2 separate regions of the Mus musculus genome follow, and region 2 is linked to region 1. Evidence: chromatin contacts called from public Hi-C data. All regions are on one chromosome and are shown on one strand. The core of a region is the stretch at or near the end of the contact, and the rest is flanking DNA. Distances in the headings are between cores, read along the strand shown.

Region 1 (6,173 bases), core at 2,392-4,891:
GGGAGGACAACGTGCCTCGCAGACTTCAGAGTTTCTGCATGGCTAAGTGGTGAAGTCTATCTGAGACCAGTACAGGTTACCCTCCCCTGCCACCACTCCCCCTTCCTTCTTCTTCCTCTGCTGTATGCTCGGCCCTTCATGACACAGTTCTCAGTGCTGTTAACTACAGCCTGAAAAACTGAATATGCTTTCTCAACACAAAGGTGATAAGCTTTAACTTCCCATTCAAAAGCAGAGAAGCAACCAAATCTAGGAATAAGTTGAAAGCTGAGCCTTGTCTCCTGTCTAGGAAACTGGTCACAAGTAAGCTAGAATTTGTCATGATTAGGAAGGTCTTTCGCATCCAAAAGTAAAAAGCGCATGATCCTCCACCCCAACCGACTTCCTCTCACTGTCCTGTGTGCCTGCCAGTCACAGCAGAGCGGCTGCCAAGTGAGCCGCGTCCCTCATGACAAACGTCAAGGACACAGAAAGCCAGTGCACGCTGCGCGTCCTAAGGACACAGAAAGCCAGTGCACGCTGCACGCATCCTAAGGACACAGAAAGCCAGTGCACGCTGCACGCGTCCTAAGGACACAGAAAGCCAGTACACGCTGCACACGTCCTAAGCGCACTGCGGCTGAATGCGCAGGCTAAGTTACAGTTCTCTCACGGCTGAGGAGGAATTACTCTCCCAAAGCAGAAACTCCTCGGCAATACTTATTTTATAAAATTTTATAAACAGGAATATTAGCCCCAAATTGTATTTTATAAATACTTAGCGCCAAGGAGTTTTTGCTTTGTGGGAATAAATAATTCCTTTTTAAAAGAACAACTGGAGACCAGTGACCATTTGATCAACCGTGTCACTTTCCAACCTTTATATTTTAACATTTATAGTTTTCCTTTTTCTAGTCCCTTTTACAAACAGAATAAAAACACAGTTCCTCTGAGTATATGAATTCCTCTACAGAAGACATGGGACTCAGCTGGCATTGAACTTTGGACTTAAAATTACTACCCTGAGATAACCTGAGATGGCTCTTTGGTATGTAACAGGCAACTGTGGGGGCAACTTATGAAAACTAAAGATTCAAAAGTGGAAAGGTAACTGAAACAAATAAGGTTAATAACTTTAGAGTTGAGAGACAAATTAGAAATAATGTATTTGACAATTCATAATAAGAATAAGTAAGGCTCAGGCTTGGTTAACATCACGTTTCTCAGAGATGTCAAAGCTAGAACTATAGTTTGGGTCTAGTATTCCTAGCCAACTATTCCTTATACCATAGAGTGCTAAGAGTGGAGAAGTTGTTATGGAGACGTCTTGATCCTTCTTATAACATCCAAAAAGTTCAAATTCTGATTTCTAATGCTTTAGTTCAGGTCCTATGAGTGAAGAGTGATACTCAGGATTTGAAGGCGAAGACCAAGAAAGGACAACTCAGAGCATGTAAGCCTGTAAGGTCTGATCCCAGTCTTTCCCTCCTGTCCTGACACAGCCGACTTCTACACTAATGCACACATTGCTATCTGCCTTGAGTGTTTGTAAAACTGTGCTAGCAAATCCCAAGAGTAGAGCCGAGTATGGACACTGAGCACAGCTCCTGTGTGGCTGCTGCACCACAGGCAAGCTTCTCTCTCTCCAGGCAGCCACGCTTCAGAGCGTACATACACAGTGCACTCGGTCCCTGCAAACTAAGAAGTGAGCATTTTTTCTTCAGAACAAGCTACATCAGGACAAGTAACAGAGTCAGGCAGAAGCTAACCTAAGAGAACATTTCCACCGACAAATTCTCCAACATGAGTTTGCAATGCCCAGGGAGAGCAACATTATCCGTACATGGTGTATATTTAAGGCTAAAAACTATTTAAGGTGGCTGCTTGCATTAGGAACTTAAAAACAAAAAATTTTTAAGAGAAAATTTCAAATTTCAAAAAGTAAAAGTGAAAATTTGAGAAGTTAGCATATATTTGTTTTTATTTATAGATAACTACCATAGAACTATCGAGAAGGGAAATGGCATCAACATGAAACTTACAACAGGTAGGCGACGGCATGCGGGGAGGGAACAATATTCCTATACACTTGGACAGGAAGAACACCACTGACACGGAGGTATGTACTTAGTGCGGAATAAGGAATTGTGGCTACTTAGAAATATGCAGAACTTACTTAATCTGTGCTTTAGAAATAATTATATATAGTATTACAAGTTCAAAAGAATCCAAAAGAATAATTAACAATATACACCCAAGTGTTAGAATTCAGAAAAGGCTGCATTCTGTAAAGTTGTCAGCTGTATTAAAAATGACACCAATCCAAAACAAAGTGAATATAATATAAAAAGGCATTGTAAGCTTTGCTTCCTGTATTAAACCCAGATTATCCATGGCATTTTCTTTTAACACTCATTTAATCAGAAGCATGCAAATAGTTTGAGATCTACTTAATCATTTTTGCCAAATTTGCTAAGGCTACAGCCGCTTTTCAGGCTAGGCAGGGATTCGGGTAGCTGCCTCCTCCTCTGCGTCAGCTCGGTTTGCGTTAATTTCTGCGAGTGTTCGGCCAAATCTTGCCCATTCATCATTTCGGGGAACAGCGATCTGCTGTTAAAAGAAAGACAATGTTTGCTGAGCAATGAAATAAAAATTCATCTTATCTACTATTACTTTGTTTTCAAGTAATCTTTCTGTTGAAAAGTAATAACTGACCTAAAGAGCCTTTCCATAATTACAGCGACTATAACAATGATTTACAACATTTCAAAACAAAAGGTGTTTGTAAAACATGTCGTGGCAGCCTCAGAAATGACTCTGTTGTTGCCACCAGTGCAAAGCTACAACAAGGATGCTTTGTAGACAGACTTCCTGACACCACTATGGGTCTTGCTGAAGGAGAGGAATGCATTCAAAACTTTTAATTGTATTTTTTCCACCACTACTAGTATGAAATAGTTATTTTATTTTTTCTTTTCCGAGACAGGATCTCTCTGTGTAGCCCAGGCTGTCTGCAATTCGTGCCCCTCTCATATCAGCCTTTTGAACCCAGGGTTTGTTTGGAACATAAAGTATTCTTTCTTGGTTCTCTAACTCCTTAGAGCATAGTTTTGAATCGAGAGCAAAGAAAGAAGTTTATGGTGCTTTTGCCTCAGAGTCAACCCAAAAGTCCCTAGAGTTGTTCTTATGTTAGACAGAGACAAGCATTGCCGTGACAGGGCACAGATCATCCAATGTGGCCAGTGGACAAATCTGCTTTTCCATATACAAGATCGGATAGGTAAGTACTAGCCAAGTGTAACAATTGACATCAATTAAAATTAACTAAAAAACCCCCATCATAGTTGAGCTTGGCTAACCATAGCTTTTCAATAAGGGCGTGTCGCTAACGACCACCTACCAGCCAAAGCACACAAACATCTGCATGCACTGTCCAAATGGTTGCTCTAAGTGATCTAATCTCTCTTCCCCAAGATCTGATTGCTACAGCCACAAAGTATCAGGACAAGATGGGTTATAATGACATAGAAAAAGTCAGAAGGCTCTAGTCAGGACCAAAAAGAAACCCTGAGCTCTGCTCCCTGTGTTGCTGGGCACTGTGTCCAGCAGTCTAGCAGTGACGTGAGAGCCCGACTGACTCATCCTGCTGCACTCCATCACATGCCTCTGCACCCAGGCTGAGGGTTACTAAAGAACTGTGAGGGGATGGAGAAGTGGTTCAGTGGCTAAGAGCATTGGCAGCTTTTGCAGAGAACCTGGTTTCGGTTCCCAGCACCCACATGGTGACTCACAACAGCTTGTAACTCCAGTTCCAGGGATCCAATGTCCTTTTCTGATCTCCACAAGCTCCGGCACAATGAACATACATATACTCAGGCATACATATACACATGAACTCTTTTTGGAAACAAAAAAAACAAAACTAGCAAAACATGGTATCTTTGATTTGTACTATCTGGTTCAAACAAATCTATGAATACACAACAATAAAGTTTTATCTCAGTATCAACTCTATAAAACCCTGAGTCCACTCTGCAATCCCACATTTCCTTTCCTGTCTGAAGAGTTCCTACCAACGCAGGAATCTAGAAGCATGGTACTGTCATACATTGCTATCTTCACATCTGCTGCATGAGAGCACAGGATGCCCACTTAGAGAGACAGCCTCACAAGCTGCTTCTGCGGTGGATAGCATACAACCATGTAGTTTATACAATTCATGAGCCACACTGCTAGACTCAGCTACCACAATACCTTCACAACAGTACACTATGCAAATGTGTCAAAATTATAGGCAGAAAGCCCCGTACCTCTCCCACATCATAGATGACAATCTGTCCTTCAGAATCACCCACGGCAATTTCTCTTCCTGAGTGGGTCCATCTCACACGGTTAAGAGCAGGGTTGCCCTCCACAGAAATGCTGGCAGTTGGTACCTAAGTCATTTAAAATGCAGCATAGTTAAAAGTTTCATCAGTTTCTGAACATGTAAAACGATAATTCTTCTTCAGTCTGTGTTTCTAGGAGATGAGACTAGAGAATCCCCTACCTTCCTCTCTGTTCGGAGATTTATTATGACAACATTACCGTCAACCCTTGAAGATGGGTTAGGAAAATCCAAAGTACTTATCTAAGAATTTTTTTTAAAGATTTATTTATTTATGTTATGTATGCGAGTACACTGTAGCTCTCTTCAGACACACCAGAAGAGGGCATTGGATCCCATTACAGAAGGCTGTGAGCCACCATGTGGTTGCTGGGAATTGAACTCAGGACCTCTGGAAGAGCAGTCAGTGCTCTTAACCACTGAGCCATCTCTCCAGCCCCTATCTAAGAAGTTCTTACATGGCTGCATGCATCTCCTTAGTAAAGGATTTTTTTTTTTTTTTTTTTTTTTTTTTTTTTTTAGTAAAGGGTTTTTATGTTTAGCTTCTTTTTTTTTTTTTTTTAATTAGGTATTTTCTTCATTTACATTTCAAATGCTATCCCAAAAGTCCCCCATACCCTCCCCGCTCTGTTTAGCTTCTTTAAGCAGTCAAGTTGTTTAAAAACATGTGAGTAAAACTCATTTTAAGAAGAAAACATTTCCAACTCCCTCATAAGCGGATCACAGCTCAGTCTTAAAGGAGAGGAGTTACTTTTGCAGCTTGTATCTTCCCCAGCTAAAACCAATTAACCTGACAGACAGTAGCTGCTAGAAACAGTTCACACTGTTGGTACAAATAGCTTTTCCAAGGCCCAGCTCCAAGGCAGGCAGGACATAACACATACACAGGGGTGGCACATCTGGAATCTGACTGCACATCTACACTCAGAGTAACTAACATTCACTGAGGCAGACATTAAACTTAAGGTTTTGAAATATGACCAAAGTAGTCCATATGCTTATATCAGTTAATCATAAGCTATTAGCCCAGAGATATTAATCAAACCATTAAGAGAAAAATCTTTATTTTAATTATAGCCATAAATTTTTGGTAGAAAAATCCAAACTAAGAAAGTAAACTTGGACAGGGCATGGTGGTGCATACCTTTAATCCCCACACCAGGCATGGGGGTGGGGGTGTCAGGCAGAAGCAGGAGGACCTCTGTGAGTTCAAAGCCAGCCTAGACCATACATTGCATTCTAGGGCTATGTAGTCAGTTTACCAAACAAACAAACAAACAAACACATACATACATAAATGAATGAATGAACAAATTAATGAATAGTAGATAATAACAGTATTAAAATTCTTGCATTTCCAACATATCTCTCCCTTTCTCATCTTTGTATAACTAAGTTCTTGACTTCCAGGGATCTGGAAAGATGCTACTGTGGGGAGCCGCCCTCACATTCGCCGTTACAAGATGGCGCTGACATCCTGTGTTCTAAGTGGTAAACAAATAATCTGCGCATTTCTCTCTCTTGCTTTTGCTCTTGCACTCTTGCTCTCTTGCTTTTGCGCTTGCACTCTTGCTCTGGCTCTTGCTTCTTGCTCCTAACGATGTAAGCAATAAGGCTTTTGCTCTTGCACTCTTGCGCTCTGGCTCCTAAAGATGTAAGCAATAGAGCTCTTGCTCTCTTGCACTCTTGCTCCTGAAGATGTAAGCAATAAAGTTTTGCCGCAGAAGATTCCGGTTTGCTGCGTTCTTCCTGGCCGGTCGTGAACGCGTGTAAGATGCTACCAGGAATCAGGAGAGATGGAGGGCAC
Region 2 (6,173 bases), core at 2,619-5,118, 580 kb before region 1:
CATTTTCAAAAGAGATGGGTTCTAGACAAAAGGCTAGAAAGAAAGTAGGATCATACAGAGACTCCATCTCTACAAGGAGGCTGGATAAAATAACATGCCCAAGACAAGGATTTTCCTTTGTGAATAGGCAACCAGACTTGACATCAGGCCCTTGGGTGGTAACCTTCTAGAACTGAGAACTGAGACCCGTTCTCAGCCCCACTGACAGGTCACAGGACAGTAAGGGAGAGACAATCTTCCTTCTGAAGGTGTCCAAGGAAACAGGACAGTTCTGTCTGTCATTGGAAAGGCTGCTCCATGGCCAAGGCTTGTTCCAAAGGAAACATCAGGGACTTATTTTACAAAAGTCAATTCTAGACTAATAGATCGATCGACTGATTGATGATTGATCGATTCATTCAATCTTTCATTCACAGGGGTTTTGAGGTAGGGTCTCACTGTGGTCTATTTTAACCTGGGATTCACTAAATAGCTTAGGCTCCCTCAAACTTGCAACAACCCTCCTGCTTTGGCCTTCTAAGTGCTAGGATTGTAGAAGTGAGCCACTGTGATTGGCTTCTCAATTCCAGATGTACAGAGAAATATCTTTTTTAGGATCCTCCATTGGCCACACATAGCACAGACATTCTTAGGATGGCTGCAGTCTCAGGGATGGGCTGCCTTCACTACCTACTGGCTGTAAGCTATTCTTCCATTGTGTGGCTGCCCGGTTCTCATCCTGACCACAGCTCTGCTCTAGGCTTCTATTTTTGGGGGTGTGTGTAGCACCTGGGATTGGACCGAGGGCCTTGGGTGGTGGTAGGAAGCACGAACTATCTATTGACTCTTTTAAACTTTTATTTTGGAACAGGGACCCACTAAATTGCCCAGGCCAGCCCTGAATTCACTCTGAAATCCAGACAGACTAAATCAGTGATCCTCCTGCCTCAGCTATTAACACACCTGCATTACTAGGCTTGGCTCGGGTCCATTTTTTATTTTCAACACTTTTACTAAAATACACCTTCAAATGGCAGAACCTCAAACTGTCCTTTAAGGAGGAACAGGACCTGAGGAGTAGGAGGACCAAAGAAGATGACCACAGGTTGTAGCCACGGTGTAGAGAAGTGGCCATCTCTGAGTTTAAGGTCCCAGATCTCACCTGAGTGCCCGCGTGAGGGAGCTTGATATTCTGAGCAGCAGCGGTGACATCTATGGAAGCCCTCAGGAGAATGTCCAAGTAGTTCAGTTTGGAATATTCCTATGGGTGACAAGAGGTGTGTTAGGAAAGTGACAAATGTCCCCGGCAGTAGTAAATTCTCCCAGGAGGCAGAGCCGCACCTCTAGAAATGTGCTGTTCCACAACCTGGAACGAAGAACGAGAGAGGCCTTGCTGTCCAGCCCTCGCAGTGGGCACCTGATGTTCACACACCTCACGTTGACGCTGCAGTTCTAAAGAGGAGACCGGTGGTCAGAACCCATTGTTCTGGGAAGCCATTCCTTGTTCACACACAGCACATTCACAATCTGGAAAAATACTCACGAGAGTCTGGTATTTTCTTTCAGGAAATAAAGAAAATTTCCTGCTGTCATCTATCTGTTTTTCAGGAAGTTCCCGTTTCTTTCTTGAGTTGTGAGACTCCTAAAAGTGATAGCCAAAACAGACAAACATTATGTAAATCTGCCACTGCTCTATAAACCTCCAAAATGAAGCCAAATTTATAGCATCAGTAGTATTCACCTTCTTATATTTCTTTTCCTGTTCTATGATAAAACACCCTGAGATAGGTAACTTACAGGAGGAGTGTGATGGTTTGCATATGCTCAGCCCATGGAGTGGCAGTATTAGGAGGTGTTGAAGTAGGTATGGCCTTGTTGGAGTAGGTGCGTCACCATGGGAGTGGGTTTTAATACCCTGGTTCTAGCTGCCTGGAAGTCAGTATTCCTCTATCACCTTCAGATGAAGATGTAGAGCTCTCAGCTCCTCCTGCACCATGCCTGCCTGGATGCTGTCATGTTCCCACTTTGACAATAATGGACTGAACCTCTGAACCTGTAAGCCAGCCCCAATGAAATGTTGTCCTTTGTAAGACTTGCCTTGGTCATGGTGTTTGTCCACAGCAGTAAAACCCTAACTAAGACAAGGGGCCTTCTTTGCCTCACGGTTCCATGTGGCAGTGGAAGGTGAGGAGCTGAAGGCAGCTGGTCACATGGCATCCACAGTCGAGAAGCAGAGAGCAATGACTGCCTGTGCTCAGCTCACTTTCTCCCTTCTCTTGGGTCCAGCATCCCAGGCCAGGGCTTGATGCCATCTATCGTCAGTGTGGGTCTTCCCACCTCAAGAAGCCTTATCAGAATTATCCTTCACAGGCATGGCCGGAGGCCAAACAATCCCTCTAGTGTGCTCAGTGTCTCACCGAGTCCAAATTCTGCCAAGGCTACCATTAAGCGTCCCATCTTCCTTCCCACCATCAAAAGCAGAGGAAAGGTAAAACCAGCAAGCATTATGGCCATTTTAAAGTTCATCGGTGGGGACTCTATTTATTTAAGTAGTTTATTCCTAGTGTGATACTGAAACTCGGGGAAAGAAAGACACCTCCTCAGTTCCTGTCTCTCCACTCAACCACAATACACAGCATCAAACTGTTAGTCAGTAGATCAGAAACCAGAGATCTACCCTACCCCAGCATTCAGCCCCATGTCCACCACATCAGAGAGAGTCAGCACATATGGAATAATGAAAAGAAGCCATGAAGAACAACAGGAAAGCACAAGGCCCTTTGTATGATCAACATAGAGAGGAGCATTGAAGACTAAGACAGATAAGAACTTTTAGCATTATGTCTTCCTTATACAAGGTGAGTCTCTCCTATGAGCAATCTTTACAGCATTTTTGCATTTAGGATTGCTTAGAAAGGGATAGTCAACTTATACTTAAGAATAAAAATAACAGGCCAGTATGTTTTTCAGTGTTGCTGAGTCAAGGAGCAAGCTGTAAATCTGCGACTATACAGTCACTTTGGAATTTAAAATAAGAGGGCTGGAGATGTAGCTGAACTAGCAGGATGCTTGCCTAGAATGCATGAAGCCCTGGGTTTGAGCCTAGCCTAGCCTAGCCTAGCCTAGCCTAGCACGTATGGGCGCAGCAGCACACGATGTAATACCAGCACTTGGGAGGTAGTGGCTGGAGAATCAAGATGTCAAGGTCATTTCTGGTTACCCCAAAAGTTCAAGGCCAGCCTGGGCTACATAAGACCTGCCTCAAAAATAAACAGCCAAGCCAGGCATAGTGGTTCATGTCTTTAATCCCAGCACTTGGGAGACAGAGACAGAGGGATCTCTAAGTTTGAGGCCAACCTGGTGAGTTCCAGGACAGCCAGGGCGACCCAGAGAAACCTTGTCTCAAAACAACAACAACAAAAACCCCAACTAAACAACAGCAAAAACCCTAAGAATTTAAAAGAAAAAGAGCAGCCATCTACCACACTGGAACTCACTCACCTGGGCTAGTTATGTAAGTGTGCTGCAGTAGAGGGATTAGGCTTCGAAGTCGGTGGGTGCTTATGCAGAATCCACCTCTCTCTTAAGAGCTGTGCCATTTTGAGGGTACTTAATGTCTCAGGGCATTCATTGTGGGGAAGGGGGAGATAGTAAAAACTATCTCAAAATTCTCAAGAGAATATACACAGTGCTTGGCCTGGCAGTGACACAGTAAGGGACTCGATGAACACTTACTATTAATAAGATTGCAAGTGTTCAAGGTCGTCTGCCTCAGTACAAAGGCCTTGGCTGTGCCTTCCTGACGCTCTGTGCAGCTTATGTCCACTGCTTCCTCCCCGGGGCATGTTCTCCTTACACAGCTTATTGGGTCATAACACTTTAGAAAATGTCCTTCGCCCCAACAAGTGGATGTTCCATAACAGTCATGCATCAGCGAAACCGCTTCTGTCCCACTGGCTAACTCAGTCATAAATGAGGAAACTGTGACACCCACAGAAAAAGTCAGCACGCCACAGTGCAGCTTCCTGAGCAGAGTCGAGCCTACCCCACTCACTCTGGGGGAGGGGGGGGATAGGGGATGTGGGGAGGGGGAGGGGGCATGCAGGAAAACCGTCAGCATACCTTCAGCTTCAGGTAGTTTATTTCATTGTGTGGCTCACAAACAATCTGCTCCAAACCTTTGGATTCAACTTTCATCAAATAAAGCAACCATTTGCCATTGCTAATCTCCTTGGGCCACTGTATATTCAAGGTTGCTGTGCCGAGGTTTTTAAGAGGCTTGCCTAAGTTAATCACCTGTCGGAAAACAACGTATATCGATATAATATCATCCTTTTATGGCAAAATTAAGTAGCACATCCTATTGCCCATAGGCTAAATTCCCAGCATAAACCTACAAGGAAGCACAAATCCCACAAACGGATCAGGAACAGAGCTTGCGAAATAGTCAGTAGTAATTAGAAGATTTTTGTCATAAAAATAGAAGGGGAAAATGGTCAAAGAGGAAGGATTGCCTGCTCAATCCACAAGTAACTACCTTATGCAGTTATGGCATGTTCCCGTCAGCACAGGCAAAGTCCCGGGCTTGTTTGTGGATTGTTCAGTGAGCACCCTGCCTGGCAGATGGCAAAGCCTCTGCTATGGCCCAGGCACCCATATCCTGCTTCTGGAAAACCTCCCTACTGTGAAAATGAAGCTGCCTCTGCCATCAGCCACACAGGAAAGGTTATGGAGAACTGCATGACAGCTCAGAGCCAGTGCTGGGGTCAGAGTAGCTTTCTACAACAGAGGCCCAGAGTGAGAGGGCAGAGTGGCCTACCTGCACTACTGAGCACAGTTCCGATCCCCATCTTCCTGACTGCATAGCGCTCAGGTCAGCCAGCCTTCCTGGGGAGACCTTGCCTCTTTAGAGTGCTGGCTTAGGGCCACGGCCACTCTTGCCATTTCAGGCTTTAAGCTCAATGCTCACCGGCATTTAGGAACTCATTTGCACTATGCAGACCCAAATCCATACGAGGCATAAGGCAGACACCACAGTCCATGTCCAGTTTGTTAAGCTGGACCCAAAGTCACTGTGGTTGCCCACTCTGAGCCTATCACCCATCTGCCTCCTTTGCTGGCAAATACCAAGTCTACTTTCACCACTAAAAAATTGGGCTTGGTGAGAGGGAAGTAAACGAGAGTATTCCTTCAGCCAAGGGCATCAGAAGATGACTTTCTAACAAAGAACGAATTACTTAGGCCTTTTTCTTTGTTTTACAGACCCTGAGGGGGAAAAATAATTAAGTATTACTTCTTGTCTATATTACATGCACATTACAATTCCCAAAAGTTATTCTGTACTTGGGAGAATAAGGTTTCCACTGTTAAAAACAGGCAAACAGGGGCTGGAGAAATGGCTCAGCAGTTAAGAGCACTGACTGCTCTTCCGAAGGTCCTGAGTTCAAATCCCAGCAACCACATGGTGGCTCACAACCATCTGTAATGAGATCTGATGACCTCTTCTGGTGCATCTGAAGACAGCTACAATGTAATTAGATATAATAGTATATACATAATAATATATACATGTTTAAAAAAATAAAAAACAGGCAAACATTTTCAACTGAGTAGTTCCTTAAGATGTCTGCGACTGATCATTGATTAAAATGACATGTAAACATTGTGTCTGGCCTTACCCTAAATTCATACTCTATTAAACTTCCTACTTCATCTTCAGATTTCATAGCTTGCTCACCAACAACTGTACCTCCAAAATACACCTGCGAAGGCTTAGCGACTCTGTCAAATTAAAAAAACACACGTTTCAGTGGGAATTATAAATGGTTCTTTCAAACATTGATTTGTTATGCCAAACACAACACTTACCCGGAGACCGATAAAAGCAATTCAATAACCACTTTTGCCTTCGCTGTAATTGGAGCCAAATTATCCTGATTGCTTGTTCTGAAAATGAAAAGGGGAAACAATGGGGTTTTATTTGAACAGTCAGTTTTCTCATTACAATTACATTTCTTTTATGAGTTAGATCAGTGCTAATTCAGCGACTCTCGGGTTCTCCTGAAGTAAGAATGGAGAGGTTGAAGTTACGCTTACGTTTCCAACTTCAGATTAATATCCAGATCTGTGGTGTCAAAGGTGACCTCGGTTGTACTTAAAATCAGATAGAAAGTAACCTGAAAAAAATATATGGG

What was found. A called contact is a pair of places that touch in the nucleus more often than the background predicts.
Region 2: a Hi-C map of bone marrow-derived macrophages shows a contact between it and region 1, with 22 read pairs. The contact joins two enhancer-like sites. A contact is called at or near these places in 3 of 484 Hi-C or Micro-C datasets (bone marrow-derived macrophages, embryonic stem cells and pre-B cells).

What each region holds. Positions count from the first base shown.
Region 1 is chr2:71,259,064-71,265,236 of GRCm38.p6, reverse strand. Dync1i2 (dynein cytoplasmic 1 intermediate chain 2) reads right to left here. Exons shown (of 16, transcript NM_010064.4): 15 at 4,290-4,415; 16 at 1,934-2,589. The coding sequence ends at 2,476. Among named protein-coding and RNA genes, the nearest start is that of Dync1i2, 50 kb to the right of the region's middle. Within about 2 kb of position 3,641, at least 10 of the 459 cell types and tissues checked have an H3K27ac peak or open chromatin away from gene starts, as enhancers often do. A contact at or near this core is called in bone marrow-derived macrophages, where this site is marked.
Region 2 is chr2:71,841,231-71,847,403 of GRCm38.p6, reverse strand. It overlaps Itga6 (integrin alpha 6), which reads right to left. Exons shown (of 26, transcript NM_008397.4): 17 at 6,076-6,155; 18 at 5,848-5,925; 19 at 5,658-5,760; 20 at 4,102-4,275; 21 at 1,523-1,621; 22 at 1,321-1,431; 23 at 1,142-1,240. Among named protein-coding and RNA genes, the nearest start is that of Pdk1, 29 kb to the left of the region's middle. Within about 2 kb of position 3,868, at least 52 of the 459 cell types and tissues checked have an H3K27ac peak or open chromatin away from gene starts, as enhancers often do. A contact at or near this core is called in bone marrow-derived macrophages, where this site is marked.